3 separate regions of the Muntiacus reevesi genome follow, and regions 1 and 2 are each linked to region 3. A link is a contact called in public Hi-C data. All regions are on one chromosome and are shown on one strand. The core of a region is the stretch at or near the end of the contact, and the rest is flanking DNA. Distances in the headings are between cores, read along the strand shown. Region 1 holds the start of HOMER2 (homer scaffold protein 2). Region 2 holds the start of RPS17 (ribosomal protein S17). Region 3 holds the start of FSD2 (fibronectin type III and SPRY domain containing 2).

Region 1 (2,846 bases), core at 339-2,838, 160 kb before region 3:
AGAATTATTTTTCTTCCTGTATCAGTTTATAATAAAAAGCTTTTGTCAAAGAGATGTAATATTAGAAGATAGCTTTTTCATTAGTTTGTCTTTCCTCCAAATCCCTCAAAACTCATGCGAATATTTATAATACTACTGTTGTCCCAACAAAATTAAACAAAATTATTTGGATTAAAGAAACAGTATCTAGATGTTTTAACTTCTAGACATTAGAGTATGTCTTATTAAATACCAATGTGTCTGAGATTGGCAAACAGCTGTCAAAATTCTCAAATCCAAGGTATAGTTTATAATAGATTCAGCAAATTAAAACAGTGCCTCAATTTCTATAGTAATCACAGGAATCACCAGAAAGATGACCCAAAACTAACCAGAGGGGTGATAAAAATCATAAGGCAAGGCAAATGTGCTACTGTATTTTTATGTTCTCCCAGGATCCCCCTCCCATAAATAAGCAAATGTTTATCACCTTTATCATTATTGGTGAGGATGAAACTTAAATAGGATTTTCATTGATCCATGCTTTACTCACCTCAGGGGTTTGAAGCGGCTGTTCTGTTTAATGTTTAGATTGTGTAGATCTGTGGGAAGAAAAACAAAAAACTTGAATCCCTTGAAAGAAATCCTCAAAAGGTGTGTGCCGCGGGGACGGGAACCGTAAGGGTCTTGTTAATTAAGTGGTGGGATTAAAAGACTTCCGACGCTAATCTGAAAGAGGAAATTGGAGCTGAAAGTACTACCGAAGAGCTAGAAGATGCTACAAGACGTGTCCTCTGGGCCTTCAAAATCAATTCGAGCGTGAATAAAACTTGACAAAGTGTGTTCTTTTCTGTTAAAAAACCACCACCACAACAACAAACAAAGTACAGATGTGTACTCGAGACGGCTAGTTTCTAGGCCCTAAATAAAACCACAGGGAACTTTCCCTGTGAGTCACTAACCTCGGAAAGGACTCCCCAGAATGGGTTGTCATGCCCTGAGAGATGAACCCAGAGAATTAACCGACGAAGACACCGACTGAGAACCGCTGCGTTTCTCAGTTCTCTCTCGCAGCTTTGTCTGTTGGGCTTCTTCTAAAGCACCTCGGCGCCAGGTGCGAAGGAAATTAGAGGCCGTGAGGGGGAAGCGGCTTCTGGTTTCGCCAAAAAGTCTGGTCCCAAAACTGCAGAGCCCAAGGACACCTCGCCGGCCACTCAGTTCGGCCTGCCGGCCCGACTCCCTGTCCCCTGCAGCCCGAACGAACGACTCCTCCGCCCAGGACTGTGTCTATCCAGCTCAGGGCTCCGGATGCGCAGGGAAACCTACCTCCGGTCCAGGGCGCTGGCACAGGACCCCTGTATACACGCCTCCACCTCTCCCAGGTAACAGAGCCACTTCGGCCAGAATTCGACCGCCTCTCGACTTCCGCTTCCGGCGCGCTGAGGCCAAGGCAGGCCTGTGAAATCTCGCGGGATCTCCGACTCTGTATTTTCCGCAGTTTTTTCAAAGATGCTGCTGGCTCGCCCGGGGCTCTGCGAGAGTAGTTAGGTCGGACTAGAAGTGTTGATGCTTTCCGTGCGCTTCCAGCCGGCCTGGTGACTGGCAGGAAGAGACGCATCGCTGTATTTTGAGCCCCCTTAATTTGGAACCGGCGACGGCTAGGGATGAAAGTTCTGGAACTTCTTAGCTGAGAAGGGCGGGAAAAGCTGCTTTTGGCCGCCGGCGCCGAGTCTGCGTGAGGAACTTGAGGCGATTGCCTGCCGCAGAGTAGGCCCGAGGGGATCCCTTCAGCGATGCTACAGCTTTCACTCCTGTTCCGGCGAACCTCAGTAGTAAGATTTCTCTGGTCCGTTTTGTACCTGTTTTTGCCGAAACACGGCCCCGCTCTGCTCCAGCTTAAGTCGTCAGTACCCAGCTCCCTTCAGGAGTCTTGTCCGTTTCTTCTGGAATGTTCGTAGGTGTATAAAGGCTGACTGTTTCGCAGTGTGTTTTGGCCTCCTTCATCCCGAATTGCTTTCCAGAGTGGCTCCCGCATTTCCTTAATACTCTTATGAGTTTTCAGCTTGGAAACATCAATGTTTCTATTTGATGCCATTTCTGTTTTCCCCGTTGATACTGACCAGCGTTCTTGGCCTTTCTCAATCAATAGAAATTGACTAGAGACAAGAAATTCAGGGGAGTCTCTGTAGAGGCTCATCTATCTTGGGATGTTGAAATTCTGTCCTTTAATTAAAGCTGAATGAAATAGTAGCTCCATCTAGAAATAAGTTTTCCTACTGAGTGTTCATTATGCTCTGGGAACCATTCTTAATCTGTTCATTAAGTACTAGTTTCTCGGTTGAAACTAAAATTATTTTTGTACAAGTCTTGTTTCCCTTCGAGACCATAATCATTCATTTCTGCTTCCTGAGTGTGTAATGTAGTGTACTGTATAAAATAAGCACTCAGTGTTTGTGGAATGAATGATGAACTGTGAATGTTCCAATCCACGTTTTACAGACACTATCCTGGCTCAAGTATGAAAGAGAGTATGGATGGGGAGATAGGATAGTCTTGGTGTTCGGTAATAAAGGTGAGAGCAGAAAGACCAAGATTACAATAACTGAGTGGTATAGTAGCCAAGTGGATGATGGGAGAAAAGGATCAGGAAGAATCAGAAAAGACTCCCAATTTTTAAGTCTTGGGAAATTGTAACTGAGAAGGGATGTGCATAGCATGTGTTGAGCTAAAAAATGAGCTCAGAGCTCAAAAAAGATTTGTAGAATTTGAGATAGTAGTGAAATATTCAGAAGAAAAATCTTAAGAGGGTTTTAGAAATACATGACTAAAGCTGTTGAAAGAGAGGCTGTACCTAAATAGGTAAATGT
Region 2 (2,981 bases), core at 138-2,637, 240 kb after region 3:
CAGAAAACTAAGATCATGGCATCCGGTCCCATCACTTCATGGCAGATAGATGGGGAAACAGTGGCTGACTTTATTTTTCTGGGCTCCAAAATCACTGCAGATGGCGATTGCAGCCATGAAATTAAAAGACGCTTACTCCTTGGAAGGAAAGTTATGACCAACCTAGATAGCATATTAAAAAGCAGAGACATTACTTTGCCAACAAAGGTCTATCTGGTCAAGGCTATGGTTTTTTCAGTGGTCATGTATGGATGTGAGAGTTGGACTGTAAAGAAAGCTGAGCGCCAAATAATTGATGCTTTTGAACTGTGGTGTTGGAGAAGACTCTTGAGAGTCTCTTGGACTGCAAGGAGATCCAACCAGTACATCCTAAAGGAGGTCAGTCCTGGGTGGTCATTGAAAGGACTGATGCTGAAGCTGAAACTCCAATACTTTGGCCACCTGATGCAAAGAGCTGACTCATTTGAAAGGACCATGATGCTGGAAAAGATTGAGGACAGGAGAAGAGGATGACAGAGGATGAGATGGTTGGATGGCATCACCGACTCAATGGACATGGGTTTGGGTAGACTCCGGGAGTTGGTGATGGACAGGGAGGCATGGCCTGCTGCGGTTCATGGCGTCGCAGAGTCGGACACGACTAAGCGACTGAACTGAAGTGCTTAAAAAAAAAAAAAAAAAAGACAGTGCTACATAAATTGGAGGAAAAGCCCCTTGGGTAAGGTGACATTTGAGTAAAGATTCATAAGTGAGATAACTGTTTCCCAGTTGTACTTGTGTCCCCACCAGGCCACAAGGCTCTGAGCCATGGACTTGGTGGGGACCCTGTGTGCGAGGCCATCCCCTACCTTCTCACTTTTCCGTGCTTCCACTCGCTGCCGCTGTCCACCTCCTCCCCCCACCCCCGCCCCCCCAACACACCCACCACCCCCGGTGTATGGGGAAGAGATGCACCTCTCCTACTGCAAGCCGCTGGGGTAAAGTCAGCTTACTCAAACTCGTGTCCATCGAGTCAGTGATGCCATCCAACCATCTCATCCTTTGTCGTCCCCTTCTCCCGCCTGCAACCTTTCCCAGCATGGTCTTTTCCAATGAGTCCATTCTTCGCAGCAGGTGGCCAACAAAAGTATTGGAGTTTCAGCTTCAGCGTCAGTCCTTCCAATGAATACTCAGGACAGATGTAGAAGCTGTAGAAACCACTGTAGAAGGCTTAAAAAAAAAAAAAAAAAAAAAGGCTTTCAGACACCAGCCTAAGACGACATAGGCGGGGCGGAGCGGAAGGGCCTTGACCATCAGGGGGCGGGTCAACAGCTCGTTCCGCCTACCGGATGCAGACGAGCCGTCCACATTTCCATTCTATTTTGCCTCCGCCCCGCTAGGGGTCGCTGTGGTGCGCTGGAGTAGGCTCAGCGCGTCCCAGGCTAGGCGGAAGCGGCTTTCAGGCCTGCGCTTTATAGGTCTCTCTTGTGTTTCCTCTTTCCTCTTTTACCAAGGACCCGCCAACATGGTAGGTGTATTGGCTTCAAGTTCGTATCCACCAGAATCGTCCTCCATCCGCCGTTTCCCTCAGTTCCCAGCCCGTGAGGAGGCGCGCACTGCCCTGTGAGGCTGAAGCCTCCGTAGGTGACTGGTTTCCGCGTTGACCCCGCGCTCCAGTACTGCCCGGCCGGGCCTTTACTCTACCGGGCTCAGCCCCAGCTCACGAACCCAACTCGGGTCAGGGTATGACGCCGCGTTGTTTCCTGGAGCGGGGTGGTCCTGCCTCGCGAGTGACCCTATTTTCTCCACCCGCAGGGCCGCGTTCGCACCAAAACCGTAAAGAAGGCGGCCCGGGTCATCATTGAGAAGTACTATACGCGCCTGGGCAATGACTTCCACACCAACAAGCGGGTGTGCGAGGAAATCGCTATTATTCCCAGCAAGAAACTCCGCAATAAGATCGCAGGGTGAGTCGAGTCTGCGTTCGGCTTCCAGGGCCTCCGTGGCCCCGCGGGTGGGTCCTGGGAGCTGTGCATCTGTGGGGTTTCTTGGTGAAGTTGTCTTGTGTTCACGTTGCTGATACTTGGCTGTTTGACAGTGGCGCTTGGACGAAGTTAGCCCCAGTCGATCTGTGAAAGAGAATATTTAAAGATCTACTTGATATGCTGTTGTATTGCGTAAACTGGAACTGGAAGGAAAGCAGATGAGGGTTGGGAGGGATCGCGAAAGTTTGTTGGAGTATTTGGTGATTTTACAAACGAACATGAATTCAGAGGACAGGCATGCATGGTTAAGCGGAGCTGCGTGTAGAGGTTCTGTGTATGTAGAAGATTTTTAGAGTCAGGACTCCCAAGATGATGATGATGACTCTTCTCACTGCGGGAAAAGAACTGAAACTCCTACGTGCACATCCAGACGTGCTGTGTACCGTGGGGACCAATGTGTGTTCTTGGGGCGCTTTGTAGCTACGTCACACATCTGATGAAGCGGATTCAGAGAGGCCCGGTGAGAGGTATCTCCATCAAGCTGCAGGAGGAGGAGAGAGAGAGGAGAGACAATTACGTCCCTGAGGTAAACTTTCTGGGTCTTACTCTGGATCTCTGGTTTATCCTGAAAGATAGAAGCAGGTCCCTGAGAACCGTTTCGGGTACTTGATTTCCAGGGGGACCTCAGCTGCGTCTCCATAGACTCCTCCCCACCCCCAAGCAGCTGCGCTCTGCTTAGTGACCCAGTCGCGTCCGACTCTTTGCGACCCCTTGGGCTGTAGCCCGCCACGTCCCTGGGATTCTCCAGGCAAGAATAGTGGAGTGGGTTGCCAGACACTTCTATAGGGGATCTTCCCGACCCAGGAGTGGAACCCAGGTCTCCCACATAGCCGGCGGATTCTTTACCATCTGAGCCACCAGGGAAGCCCATAAGCAGTTGTAGGTGCCCATAATCTGTTAGTACCTGCCTGTATGTTGTGTCCTGTTAGGACCACGTAAGTTCTGTACATGAGAACC
Region 3 (3,084 bases), core at 187-2,686:
TACTGCCCAGGAGAAGAGAAATAAAATCAAGTAATAATATAAACTCCCCACCCCGCCTCGGTCAGTACCTCCTTAAATTCTTCTATTTCCTTCCCTCCAGTTAAGGATAAAGTGATCTATGTTCAGTAGTCATTTTATCCAGGTGTTAACAGTAGGATTATCCACCCCCCCCAAAAAAAGCAAAAGTTTCCCTCAAGAAAATTAAAACACGTGAAAAAGTAAACTTAAGACAATTCAAACTTCAAAACATTCAGTTTCACTTTCTATATTCTAGCAATGTTAGTAATTGGTCTAATTCTAGAATCAATTGCTTTCCTGTTCTAAATATGAGCTGAGTACTAAAATTATTACATGCACTTCCACGGATGCAGTGAATTTAAGCCCTCACCCCACCCACATGTTCCAGGTAAACAGATGAACTATACCAGTGTCAACAGCTAGCTTAACATTATGAACTATACTAGTGCCATAATACCTCTGAATGAACTCAAACTTGGATAAAGTGTATATACTTTTTACAATAGTAACATATGCTAGTTTAGGGGAAAACCACTTCTTTCTGTGAGAAACCAGGTGTCTGAAAAATAAGTGATTCAACATGGTAAAGCTGAAGATCAAAGGTTAACTAGCCTGAAACTGCCCTGTGGTTTCTTCATATTATCAAGTGGAATAAACCTAACAGAAGTGGGTGTATACAAAGCTCATTCTATATTTAGCTTAAGAGAATATAATTAAGATTTTGGAACGTGGATAAATTTTTCTTACACCTCCCCTTCCTCAAATGAATGCAGAGAAAAATCATTTTGATTAAGAACGACCTAAAGTGAGAAAGGGCTTCCCTGGTGGTGCGGTGGTAAAGAATCCGTCTGCAATGCAGGAGACGCGGGTTCGATCCCTGGGTGGGGAAGATCCCCTGGAAGAAGGAAATAACAAGCCACTCCAGTATTCTTGCCTGGGAAATCCCACGGACAGAGGAGCCTGGTGGGCTACAGTCAATGGGGTCAGACACGACTTAGCAACTAAAACAACAAATAGTGAGAAAGGGCAAGCGAGAGGCATGTCGGGGTGCAGCATAGAGAACTCAGTCTTGACTTAAGGACAGTCAATTCGTTGTGGATATATGAGCCATGTTTTCCTCTTAAGCCCTTTTTAAAATCCCCTTCAGTTCTGTAAATTTAGCGCTCAAAAAATGAATCGTTCAATCGCTCTAACAACCTCTTTCAAGCTTAAAACTGCTTTCCTATTGCTGCTCTTCCAAACTAATGAATACAGCTCATATTCTATCGGCTTTCCACTGGACCAAGTCTGTTTTGTTTTGTTGGCCCCACTGCGCATACGGGGTCTTGGAAGCCAGTGCCCCCTCGCAGAGAAAAACGGGGAGTTCTTTCCTTGGACTACCAAGGAAATCGCCTCACCAAGTCTTTCTTACCTCAAAAGCCTGGTCCCAGAAGTCCCTTCATCCTCTAACACATCTTGTCTCCCTTATGGGTCTTCCCCTCATACGCGGAACCTGCTTTTGGTTACATTCAGTCCTTGTTATCACTTCCTACACTCGTGGGATGTTTCTAGTTCCTCTTTCAGTATTCTCTGGCATTTCCGGTCACAACAGCCTGCTCCGCCAATATCTCCAGGGGAAAGGTTTAAGAGCCTACTCTGGCTCTGAACTGCGAATAAACTTTAACTCAGTCCTCTCGCCAGGCCCCGTGCGGGTTCCGCCGGAAGTCACCTCGCTGCTGCCCGACAGGTGAGGCACCTGCGAGGCTGCGCGCCCCTTCCGCGCATCACGCAGATAACGGGAAGGCCCCACTCTCGCGCTCGTCCCTCCCCAGGCAAAGCAACACGGAAAGGACCTGCGTGGGCCCGGCGGGCGCGTACCTGGCGCAGCCGCGCGCTCGCCTCTTCGCGCCGCGCGCGCAGGGCTCGCTCCCGGAATTCTCGCGTGCTCTCGCAATCGGCCGCGCAGCCCTGGCCGGGGAAGAGCGCGTCGCGCACCGCCGCGCCGCCGCAGCCGTCGGCCGCCTGGCCGAGGTAGCGTTCCAGCTGCCCGCACAGCTCCTGCAGCGCCGCCTCGCTCGGGCCCGCGGGCGCCGGCCACACCAGCGTCCACAGCCCGAGCCCCAGGCCCCAGGCCCCGCCGCCGCCCGCGTCTAGCTCCGGCGGCAACCGCGGGAAGCAGCGCTCGAGCGGCGGCCACAGCGCTGCCAGTTGCCGGTGCGCGCCGCGGAGCCCGGCGGCCGAGAGCAGGCCCGCCCAACTGGGCGGGGGCGCGGCGGCCTCGGGCGCGAGTTCGGGCCCCTGCTGGCTCCCCTTGCGCTGCCGCCGCCGCTGCGCCGTGCGGTCGTGACAAGTCACGGCGAACTTGCCCTCCACACCATTCCAGGCCACCAGGAAACGCAGCTGGTGCCGCTCGGGCTCGGCGAAGAGGTCCTCACGGACCGGCACCCAGCCCTCCAAGCTGTCGGGCTGCTCGTCCTCCATGGCCGCCGGCGGTCAGCGCCCGGAGTGCTTGGCTCCCCGGAGCCTGGTCTCGCACCAGCAGCCGCTGAACAGCCCGGACCGCGTCATTTTTCGCTGAACTGGAATTGGCGTCAGCAGCCCCACCACCGCCACCCTCGGCACTTTTGATTGGCTGTCTGCTGCCTGGGAGGCTTCCAACAACGCTTCCGCGATTGGATGGATGATAGATGGGAGGGTTCGCGACAACCAATGAAATGGTCAGGAGGTCGCCACTCGTGATCAATCCTTGTCGCAACCTTGTCCGGATCCTGGGGTTACCACTCTTTCCTCACCTTTTCCACCTATATATATATTGACAATGAAAAAATATTTGTTAAACGAACTAATTGTTGTCTTAGCCTCCTACACTAAACTGTGAGCCTCTTGAGAACGGAAACCCGGTTGACTGGGTCTTCTATCATCAGGGCCCTAGTGAGTGCATCGTTCCTGAGCTCAAGAACGTTGAGGTAAAACATTAAACTTAGTAGTTACTTGTTGAGGGCACTAGGTGGAAGCCACAAGTTTGTTGGTATCAATTCAGCAAGCTTTTATGGAATGTATAATGTTTTGGGAGGCTGCGCACGAAGG

What was found. Hi-C and Micro-C count contacts between places; a contact is called where the count stands out from the background.
Region 1: a contact with region 3 is called in a Hi-C map of blood, with 3 times the contacts expected there. The contact joins the promoter of HOMER2 here to the promoter of FSD2 in region 3. A contact is called at or near these places in 2 of 3 Hi-C or Micro-C datasets (blood and muscle).
Region 2: a contact with region 3 is called in a Hi-C map of muscle, with 6 times the contacts expected there. The contact joins the promoter of RPS17 here to the promoter of FSD2 in region 3. A contact is called at or near these places in 2 of 3 Hi-C or Micro-C datasets (blood and muscle).

What each region holds. Positions count from the first base shown.
Region 1 is chr15:21,617,077-21,619,922 of mMunRee1.1, reverse strand. HOMER2 (homer scaffold protein 2) reads left to right here and starts at 1,588. Exons shown (of 9, transcript XM_065906038.1): 1 at 1,588-1,811. It overlaps RAMAC (RNA guanine-7 methyltransferase activating subunit), which reads right to left and starts at 1,435. Exons shown (of 4, transcript XM_065906046.1): 1 at 1,306-1,435; 2 at 533-581.
Region 2 is chr15:21,221,895-21,224,875 of mMunRee1.1, reverse strand. It overlaps RPS17 (ribosomal protein S17), which reads left to right and starts at 1,387. Exons shown (of 5, transcript XM_065906188.1): 1 at 1,387-1,507; 2 at 1,795-1,946; 3 at 2,445-2,550. The coding sequence starts at 1,505.
Region 3 is chr15:21,458,605-21,461,688 of mMunRee1.1, reverse strand. It overlaps FSD2 (fibronectin type III and SPRY domain containing 2), which reads left to right and starts at 1,436. Exons shown (of 15, transcript XM_065906752.1): 1 at 1,436-1,744. WHAMM (WASP homolog associated with actin, golgi membranes and microtubules) reads right to left here and starts at 2,604. Exons shown (of 10, transcript XM_065906750.1): 1 at 1,876-2,604. The coding sequence starts at 2,478.